Regions from separate parts of the Gossypium raimondii genome. Here region 2 is linked to region 1. Evidence: chromatin contacts called from public Hi-C data. All regions are on one chromosome and are shown on one strand. Each heading gives the region's core, a stretch centred on a gene start, on an enhancer-like site or on the middle of the called end of the contact. The rest is flanking DNA. Distances are from core to core; before and after follow the strand shown.

Region 1 (5,670 bases), core at 1,158-3,657:
AACAGAAGAGAAACAAAGGGGAAGCCAATGGGAGGGTAAAATAGGGAGGGTAACTGAAGCGGCACCTAATCTGGGCAAAAGGGAGGGATTAGAAATCGGTGGATTTCACCGATTAGGTCAGTTATGTATTACGGGTGTATTAGCAATACCATGAACCAAACAATGGAATAAATGGGGATTAAGTGGGGCCCACAGCCAATACACCCAACCAAACATGGTGTAAGTGTGTGGATGATGAGATTGGTGATGAATCTTGGTTCTAATATGGTTTCTAAGAGGTGTTCTTACAAGAAAATAAAGAAAATTAAATGGTGGAAAAATTTAAGTGAAAATGTGTAGGGAAGAAGAGAAATGAAAGATGGAAGCTTTTCTTTTCTTCGGTAGGTTGGTTCAAGAAGAAAATAGCGTTGTTTCATCTTTTAGTTTTACAAAAATAATATAATATTGGGTCAAAAGGTCAAAGATGACAACTTTTGGCCAAAATAAATCCTTTTAATGCAACAAGAATTATAAATATCCAAATCTGTTTTCATCATCTCGTACTCTCACAAATACTAATAGTTAAAATCATATTTAGGCCCATCGAGAGCAAAATTACTATCCGGTTCTCAATGATAGCAATCATCCAATAAATTTGGCCAAGTGTTACGTAAACTTTAGTATTTTTCTTTTACTCACAAGAAAGTGGTAAAACGAGTGCTTAGTTACTTACAGCACATTGCCCATCATGGCCTCCATGTCAATTTTGATGTGGATTGGTCAACTGAAGACCAATTCTTTTAGTTGATATTTTATCCTTTGATTTAATTTTTCTGTTTTTATTATACATATTTGATTGAATAAATCAAATATCTAATTTAAAACGTGTATGATATTGGTAACTCCATAAGCTTTCTCAAGTTGTAGTCATCAAGCTTGAGTGATTGTTTATATCATTGTCCGAAAATCAATTGTTAAACATGGACAATCTTTATTTATTTGAGGCAAGACCAGAACATAATGAAAGCATTTTCTTCGAGTATCATCTGCAATTTTACAGATTTTACAGCAAGTATATTGCTTAAAACATTTGAAAAGGAAGTTCTTGGAATTATTCAGCAACAACTAAAATTAATACCGACCACGGATTATGGATCTAGTGGGAAAATCACCAGGACTTATTTACAGATGGAATTGTTCATACTGCTACATGTTTCCTTCTAAAACAAGGAAACTAATTCAACCATGAATGTTCCTCTTGATACTCCATCTGCCTTGATATAAGTTGTCCCTGATAATGCCTTTCGTAATTGAAGATTGGGTTCTCGTAAATACCTCCATTGCCCCATCTTTCACCATAAGGATACGAATTACCAAAAAGATAGTCTGCAGTCTCCTCCCATGGGCAGTTTACTCCTTGAGGACCATAGCAATTTCGATACTCGTTCTCTCTCTTTGCACGATCCAGGCAGGGCCAGTAACCAAACAAACTTTCACAAAGGTCCATTGCTTCTAAGCCATACCCTGGAGGGATTTGAGACACTCTCTTTTCATATTCAGCACCATTAGCATCTCCAATAGCTACATTTCTATTAGAAGGGTAACCATCAGTGTAACTTTCCTTAATCTCTTCACCTTGATACGACTCTAAAGGCTTGCCATTAGAATCCACATTAACAGCTTCATTACTTCCCTGGGTTTGCTGCTCTTGGTCTTTGACTGTGGCTGTTTTGCTTCCATTGCTAGGTTTTTCTACAAGTTTATCAACTCCTTTCCCATAAGGCGACTCTATAGACCCATAAGAAAAGGTTTTCAAGGATTGATCATTCGGATCCCCTGATGAACGTGGATAACATATTCCCTCGGAAGGGGGCAGGGGTTTGCCATATGTTGCATCAAGATCATAACCACCGCCATAAGGCGTTGGATCATACTCTTCAAATTCAGGCTCATTGAACTCTGAGACAGAATATGAGACAATTAAACGAGTCTTTACAGTACCATAATCTTCACCATAAGGGTCTAGGGAATACTCAACATAGTTAGGGTCACTGAAAGTATACGAAGAGTATGCAACAGTCGAGCGACCAATTTCAGGATCACAAGCACCATAACATGGAGCTGAATCGTATTGGAAAGAATTGTAATCCTTGTATGCATAGCCATAGCTAGAATGAGCTTCTAAGTCTTGTGATGAAACATAATCATGGCTACTATCATAATAAGGAGTTTGATGATACTCACCAGAATTAGCTTCATAATAATAGTTGGAGCTGTAATAGGCCATTACAGGTTCATCAAATCTCAAACCTGATTTTTCAAGAAAAAAGAACAAATGTTACTCAATTTGCAGTGAGAAGGGGAGGGGGTCCTTCTTGCAAATTGCTTGAGTCACCGACTATGTATCTAGATTTATCATTAAAATATCTACCACATAGCCTTTATCTTATGAGGAGAGAGATAAAGTTTATGCACATGTGAGGAGAATTGTGAAATTGTACTTTGGTAACTACCGCTTAACTTTGTTTTATTTTTATTTTTTTATTTCAACAAAGAAAAGGGAAAAAGAAATCAATTATCACAAACATGAAAACCCAACATTGTAACTTCAATGGTAAAACAACCATATAGGTTATTGTATTAAGAAATAGATTTTTTTATTTTTTTATTTAAAAAAAAGATAAATTAGTCCCTATAGTTAGATCAAAAAGTAAATTAGTCATTCTATTAAAAATTTTATCCATTTCTATTGTTAAAAATTGGTCATTTATATAAGTGTGAGGTACACGCGACATGTCATATGTCATTGTTTGGTTGTTTTTTCTGTCATACCAGTTTTTATTAGGAATGAGTAAAACTTGATTCGACTCAAAAAATTGAAAAAAAAAATTTAAATTTTGAGTTATTCAATTTTTTTAGTCAACTCGAATAAGTTATTCAAATTCCGAGTTCAAGTCGAGTTGAATTTGAATAACTTGAATAATTCAAATAACTCAAATAACAGATTGGTGTAAATACCCCTTTGATCCCTATCAATTTTGAAATTGAACAAATTGATCTTTCTCAACAAAAATTAAAAAAGAAGAAGTTCAAAATAAGTTTTATAATTCAAAATATTTATAAATATTTCATATTTCATATTTTGAAAAAACTCTAAAAATAAAGAATATATATAAAAATGTTTTTAAAAAAGTTGGACCTAAATAAGTAAATTAACTATTTAAGTTTATCATACTAAAAATATCCTCTCTTTTTCTCTTATTTTATATTTAAGTAATTGTTTTTGGTTTTGAATTTATATGCTCTAACATTGAATTAGTTATATTGTAACAAGATTTTAACTTGACATGTTTAATTTTTAATTTAACTCGAACAATTTCACTCGATTCATCTTGACTCGATTCGGAAAAAAATTCAAATCAAGTTAGGATGATAAAATGGGACTCGTCAACTCAAATAACTTGAAATATTTGACTCGATTTGATCGAATGCTCACCTCTAGTTTTTATCAGTATAAATGGATGAATTTTTTAACAAAAAAGACGAGTTTACTTTTTGATCTAATATATATGAATTAAATTACCCCTTTTTTTTAAGTAGAGAGGCAATATACAATCTAACACCTAATACCGGTGACCTCTATGATATTTTTCCCATTGGCTCATTTCACTTTCAATTGCTGAAATAAGAAATGTCAAAATCACATAATTGAAAGCACTACTTTTCTCACCAGCACTAAATCCCCAAACAAGCCTAACAAAATAGAGTGTGAAAGGTTTTGGATGTTTTGCAAAGAAATGGCGAGGGAGTGTAGCTGCCATGTCCCATCCTGTACCTAAATATGATAAGAATGAATTTGGTTATCTTGTTGTTCTCATATCTAAATTCTAATTTTCATGGGTCCAAAATTGACAATAAAAAATCAAAGTGATGACAGTCAAAATACCTGTAAGAAAACAAGATCCTTAATCTGTGCAAGATAGAGAGTTAAGTGATGCATTGGTGAGTAATGTTCTCATAACTGTTGCTTCACCGTATTTTTAGTACAGTGTGGATGACCAAGTTTTAGAATATCCAATCCCTTATTGCTGTCAGAGCGGTTTATCGCCTCTCCTTTTCCACCATTACTACTTTAATTTGGTAATTTTTAGTTCAATCCCCATCAAATGATAATTATTAAGTTCATTAGTTATGTTATGTTATTTTCAAATATATCATCATATGCTTAATGTCATTTCAACTTGTTATTTTACATATTACTCGGTAAAAATTCAGTTAACTAATTAATGACTATCATTTGCGTCAAGATTGAACTTTCAAAATTCAAAAAGTATAGTGACTTAGAATGATCCAATTGAAAATATGAATAACATAGTACAATACTAGTAATTAAATTTAACTAGACAAATTTAACTACTATTGTTTGGGTTAGGACTAAAATATTAAAATTGAAAAATACAATGACGAAAATTGATCAAATTAAAATATAGAGACTAAATATACATTAACTTTCACATAGTATAAGGAGTAATATAGCATAATCTAACCCAAAAATAATTGTTCATTTACTTAATAAAAATTAAATCAATTAAAACTTTTATTAAAAATAAAGAAGAAGAAATCAAAAGGCAGCTTTAGGATAGCTGGAATCCACAATAACTAAATTGAATTCAAGATTTTCTAAGAGTTCATTTCGTTTAGATAAATTGCTTTTTAGAAAATGTTTTCCACTACTCCAAAAATTAGAACTTTTGATCAAAATAATTTTTCTTCTTTGGTTTTACTTTTCATCTTAAATAGTAATACTGAGATAAATATTAAAATATTCTGATTTAAAATATTAAAGTATAAATATTTATATATTAATATATTTTTAGATTATGAAGCTTTTTTAAAACAATAATCATAAATTATAATCTGTATATTTATTATTAAAATAGTAATACAAAATTTCAATGATAATATTGCATGGTTTTCAATAAAAATATTAAATAAATATATCATTTATTATTAAAAAATTATATTATATCTAGAATCTATAATGTATCTATAACATATATAAAAATACGAGTTTAGAAAAATTTTGAATTGATGAAAACATCCTTTAATTATTATCATATTTAAAAATAAAAGTTGAAGTAAAATAAAAGTTCGATAATTATACATTTGATCGAAGTTGTGAAATTTATTACACATTTAAAAATATTATAATTTAATTACTTGAATAGAACTCTTAGGATAAAATATAAGAAAAATTGTGATAATTATAATTATAATTTAAATTATTAGTTAAAAAGTTTTATGTAAAAAAATTGAATCTAATTTTACTAATGTAAAATAGAGTTATAGCTTGAATAGAATTCTAAGCATATTAATTATTAAAGCTAATTATGTTAATCAGCTATTGTTTTAATAACATTACTTTGTATTAATTACATAAAGTAAAATTATATTGCATGTTAAATATGTTAAAAATATTTTAATTATGATTTGAATTTTTTATTATAATATTTGAATTAATAATTTAATATATTTGAATTATATTCAACAATTCAAATAAAAATATTATTTTACGTTAATTATTGCAATTAAAGTATAACAAATAAATTAAATATTAAATGAGTAAAATCGCATGCAACGCATGAAACATTAGAAACTAGTATTATTAAAATATATATATGAATATGTTTA
Region 2 (5,670 bases), core at 2,190-4,689, 190 kb after region 1:
TTCCTGAGCGTCCCCTATATATTCCTCTTCTATGGCGCTCCGCAGGAAAGTATAAGTAGGTTTCGTAGGCATGGGGAGCGTGGGAGTTTCACTCTCGAGCAATAACACCACAGCCGCCATTGTTGGTCTATGCACTGCAGAATCTTGCACGCACAGCATCCCTATATGTATACATTTCAACACTTCATTTGGAGAGCATGTATCTCGAATGGAAGGATCCACCAAATCCATCGCTTTATCTTCACTCCAAAGACGCCATGCCTGAAGCCAGTTCCCAATCAAATCAATATATATTTCAGCTTCAGCAGTAGCAGATAAGAACAAATGAATGCTTTTTCTTTTTAAACTTACATATGAGAGAAGACTAGTGTGGTCAGATGAGCGAAAGGTAGTATTCCTTTGGCCACTAACAATCTCTAACAATAATACCCCAAAGCTGTAAACATCTGATTTTACTGAAAAGAGGCCTTCCATTGCATATTCAGGTGACATATATCCACTGCATTTTAAGAAAAGAGGCGATTAGATATGTCTAAAGCTATTGAAATTGTTTGAGAGTTGGGCTTCCGGTTTTAACATGTAGCGATTGCTTACTATGTGCCAACTACTCGAACTGTATTTGCTTCATTTTGGTTACCCTGAAACATTCTGGCCATACCAAAGTCTGAAATTTTTGGATTCATTTCTGCGTCTAACAAAATGTTGCTGGCTTTTAAGTCTCTATGTATTATTCGGAGTCTTGAATCTCGATGGAGATAAAGAAGTCCTCTTGCGATGCCTTCGATAATGTCCAGGCGGGATCTCCAGCCTAGCTCTGCTTTCTTGGTTGCATCTGCCAGAAAGTTTATCAGGAAGCAACCGTTAGCACAATCAAACAACTACAAAGCCTAATAAATTATGACAGACAACTACACAAACCTCTAAACAAGGATAACAAGGAACATACCAAAAAGAAGATTGTCCAAACTTTTATTGGGCATATACTCATAAATCAGCAGCTTTTCTTCCCCTTGAATGGAGCAGCCCAATAGTCTAACAAGATTTCTATGTTGCAGTCTGGCTATCAAGATAATTTCAGTTTTGAACTCCTCTAAGCCTTGCCCGGAGTTTCCTGAAAGCCTCTTCACTGCTATTTCTTTACCTCCAGGAAGCTCTCCCTAGGGATAAAAACATAAACAGTAACCGTCATTACCTTCGATTCAATTCAATAACATTACACACATTTTTTTTTTTAACTAAACTAAAGAAGCTCACCTTGTATACAGCACCAAAACCTCCTTGCCCAAGTTTGTTTCCTTCATAAAAGTTCTTTGTTGCAGCAGCCACAACACCGAAATTAAAAATTGGTAACTCTGGCCCATTATCTTGATTCTCATCTATAAGGATGTCAGATGGTCCTGAAAGATCTGCTGAAAATTCTTTTCTTTTGGACTTGGACACATCGAAAATTGCTACATCCTTGTCTTTGCAACATGGCATTGATGAAACTGCAGACAAACTGGAAATATGAATACCCTCTTTCCTTTTCTTTTCTTATTTTCCTTTGAGGGAGAAAAGTACTCACCTTTCACTTTCTTCTTGTATCTCCATAGTAGCCATAGAGATGCCACCAAGAAACTTGCCACCACCACACAAATTATAACTATCACAAGATTGGATATCTTCCTCCCGCCATCTACAATTCAAGTGAGAAAAAGAAGGGTGTTAGTATATGTTGTACACATATCTGATATAGGTAAAGATCCTCTAGTAGCAGAGTCAAATTTGCTTCATATTTAGTCAGCTAATAGAGACAGAAGAATCAATGTTAAAACGAGTGTATGGTCTTAGCCATTTTTGTTAACATCATTCAGCTCACTAGAAGCTTAGTTTGAAGTACCAATATCCCTAGAATTATGACCCCATATCTGATATAGGTAAAGGGCAAGGCGTGGGAATCAAAAGGAAAAAATGCAGAAACTTTAGAACTACTCTATGATAAAAATGAGCTAGCTAAAAACTTCTAATGGACCAGATCTTACCTAATTCAGAATGATGGAGGCGATAGAAGAACAGGAAATTCCCAGCTTGCTGAAATTGCTGAAAATGCTGCATATCGATCAAGTCCCCTGTCCATACCATGCATCTAATCCCAGTAACAAATGCATATGCTTTACATTGACAATTTTCTAAGCATCTCTTTCCACAAGCCTCTGTGTTCTCCTCAGATGGCAACAAGGTTGCTAAATCAGGTAACTTGGTGCACTTGAGTTTCTTAAATCCATCTGGTTTACCATTTTCCCGAGATGTACGATTCGTGCTTTGGCATTGCAGTTGGATCTTACGTTCACACCCAGCTGACCAGTTCTCTTGATCCCACTGATCTTTAAACTTTGGTTTAAACCCTTCTAAACAATTACAGATTCGACGAGAATTTGAGCGGTCACAAGTCGCATAATTCCCACAATAATTATAAAGCTCACATTTATTATCAGGGTCAGGCTCTGATTGCAGAGGTAGCCACTTCTTCTTATCATCATCCCACTTTAACTGCCGTTCTTTACCTTCCCAGGATATCACAAATCTAAATAAATCTTGGGTTGGTGGCTTGTATGTAATATACATGGTCCCAGTTTCATCAGGCAAAGAAATTTTGAAGCCGTGGAAGGAACTAACATTATTACTCATATAGGGGATCCCTATGAAGAACTGCAGATTCCATTGCCCACTTCTCCACCGCCTTCCCTCTTTACCCCATATCACTATCTGTTGTCCTCCATTAGGATCAACGCCCATGCTGTAGTTCCCTGGTGAAGGATCAGTGGCTGATTTCCATGATCTGTAAGGATTGGACACACCTATTTTTGAACTCACTGGAACTCTCATTCCTGGCAAAAACGTATCAGTTGGGTTACTGAAACTCTGCCATAAGGCAGTATTAGCATCACTATCATCAATACTATCATTTCTTGATAGAACGAAATTTCCAGTATTATGGAGTCTTGCTGCAGTGTTGTTTGCCGAACTTGTAACTGGAGCTAACCAGACTAATTTGTTATTTCCATCGCGGAGTACTAATTTGCCATCAACTTCAATCCTCAAAACTCCATTTCTGTCTGATATTGGACTTTTTCTGTTGGCAACCCAAACAACTGCTTTCTGATCAAACGTGTACCATATCCCCACATATCTAGATGTGGAGTTTACAGGACTGAAAAATCCTAGTTGAAAATAATTATTCTCCGATTTCAAACTGTGGCCATCTCTTATTGTTTCGCCTTGCCTGATTGTATCATTAACCGCACGGCAAAACTGAGCAAAAGAAAACAGTAGAAAAGTTAATGAAGCCAGAAGAAGAACAACTGGGTTTCTTTTATGAGTTCCCATATCATAGTCTAAGAAAATTTCAGAGACTAAGAAATGGAAAATGGTTGGGAATTAAGAAGAGAAAGATTTAAAGGGCAGACTTGTTGCAGTAAACGAAACCAGGAAGACAATTTGGACTTCTAAAACCTGCAAAAACCAAAACGAAGAACTTAGGAAGTTTCTTAAATGTCAAAATCACACGTTAAAGCTTACTTTAGGCAGGGAAATTTAATGACAAATCAGAGAACGCTGACTGATTAGGTGGTGGCTAATGAAATTTGAGCATTAGTTTCCACGTGCCTTTTACAAGCTCTGAACCCAAGGTGTTGAAATTTATCTTTACAGTGAAAATTCATCGACCTCAATATGTTTCACAGCCTACAAGCATTAAATTCATAGTAATATATAAATCATAATAATTTTTGGATTGAAGTATAAGTTTAAAATGGAATGAAAATCATAATAATTTTTGGATTGAAGTATAAGTTTAAAATGGAATGAAGTTAACATTCTTATTTTCACATTATAAAACTGTTGTCAAATAACATGTTGCAGAAGCAATAATGACCCATCACCAACTTCATTGAGTTGAAACAAGTCCAATTATGAATAACAACTTTTAGCAAAATTATTGTAGTATATATTGTTAATATTTACCCAAATTATAAAAAGAATTTCATTAACTGATGTTTTTAACCAAATATTAAAATTTATTTAATTATAATTTTTAATGGCATATTACATTTTATCAAATTAACTGATAAAGCAAATTTGTTTATAAGGTTGAATCCTTGAAACTTTAAATTATTTAATTTAATTAATTTAAATTAAATTTTGATTCTAATAAAATAGTGGTAACCTAAAAAATAAATTATTTATATATTTTACAATTTTTATTTATACTAAAAAGTTTATTATAGGCGCATGTGTCACGGGCCAAAGTGCAAAGCCCGTGACCATGGCACAATATGCAACCCACGGAGGTCCATTGATAAGATGGGGAACATTTAGCCCACGAGAACTGGCCCGATTCAAGGAATTAATGGAGAAGCCTGTCAGATTGAAGCCTGGTTGGCCCGATGATGAAGACATGGCAACTTAGGCTAATTTTGGTAACTAATCTTAAAAGATAGAGAGAATCATATCTTGTAAAGATTAGATTAGATTTGATATGGCAAATCTTGTAAATCCCTAAAATCAAGGGATATAGTGAATCTCGTCCGTCGATGTAAATGTATCTTGACCGTCGGTTTTGGGGGAGCTCAACTATAAATAGAGAGCCTCCCCCTCATTTGTACTCATCCATTGTAAGGTGAATTCTTAAGAGTAATAGAATTCCTTCAGCATTTACTCAAACACTTTATGTGCATTCCTTCTTTGGTTTTCTGTTGTTCTTTTGTAGCTTCTTTTGGCACAATCGCTTCCGCTATACAAATTGGTGCCTTGGAAGAGTTCTAATGAATCCTCACTTTTGGGTGTAAAGGCTGACTTAGGCGAGTTTGGAGCAAACGGATCGCCTAAGGCCGCACGGTTTGCGAGACATAAGGTTTAGCCCCGTGACAAGTGGTATCCGAGCCAAGTTTTGAACCAAGTGATATTCGAGTTGGTTCGAAGGCACCGTTGGGATGTCAAAAGAAGTCATTAGTCAGAGTGAGCCAATGGAGACCCGTGGGGGGGCCAGAAAAGCTAGTCGCTCAAGGGAAATGCTGACAGCTTTGGAAAATCGAGTGGTCAATCTCGAGGAATCCGTAGGGAACGTGAAAGAGACGCTTGAATTGGTCGAGGGACGCACAGATAGGTTTGACTCAATGGAGGAGCAACTTAGAGATTTTGTGTTGGATTCTCTCGATGCTAATAGGGAAAAGATGAATGAATTAGTAGAGTCCACTGCGGAAAAGCTGGTAGAGAGGGATGAAGCTCTCGAGGATATGGCGTTAGCCATGAAGAAAGAAATAGATGAGCTCAAAGGGGAGCTCGCGATCTACAAAGCCGCTTTGAGTAATGGGATATTGTCTTCAAGGCCGAAGCAACAGGCAATGGATGTTCCCAAACCGGAGAAGTTTAAGGGTGCACGATCCGCAAGGGATGTGGACAACTTCTTGTGGGAAATGGAGCAATACTTCTGAGCGATGGGCATTGAGGATGATGCCATTAAGGTAAGTACTGCTTCAATCTATTTACTGGTGTAGCTCTCTTGTGGTGCCGTCGTAGGTCCACGGATGAGAAACGTGGTGGGAACGCAATTGGGACTTGGGAGGAGTTCCAAAGAGAGTTGAAGAAGCAGTTTTACCCACAATATGCCGAGAAGGAGGCTCGGGCTAAGTT

Evidence for each region. A called contact is a pair of places that touch in the nucleus more often than the background predicts.
Region 2: a Hi-C map of leaf shows a contact between it and region 1, with 3 times the contacts expected there. The contact joins the promoter of LOC105772849 here to the promoter of LOC105774367 in region 1. A contact is called at or near these places in 2 of 2 Hi-C or Micro-C datasets (both in leaf).

What each region holds. Positions count from the first base shown.
Region 1 is chr6:36,912,385-36,918,054 of ASM2569854v1, forward strand. LOC105774367 (hypothetical protein) reads right to left here and starts at 2,408. Exons shown (of 1, transcript XM_052632999.1): 1 at 951-2,408. The coding sequence starts at 2,266. The coding sequence ends at 1,214.
Region 2 is chr6:37,105,868-37,111,537 of ASM2569854v1, forward strand. It overlaps LOC105772849 (G-type lectin S-receptor-like serine/threonine-protein kinase B120), which reads right to left and starts at 3,440. Exons shown (of 7, transcript XM_012594320.2): 1 at 2,022-3,440; 2 at 1,565-1,675; 3 at 1,255-1,487; 4 at 947-1,157; 5 at 595-832; 6 at 352-499; 7 at 1-261. The coding sequence starts at 3,366.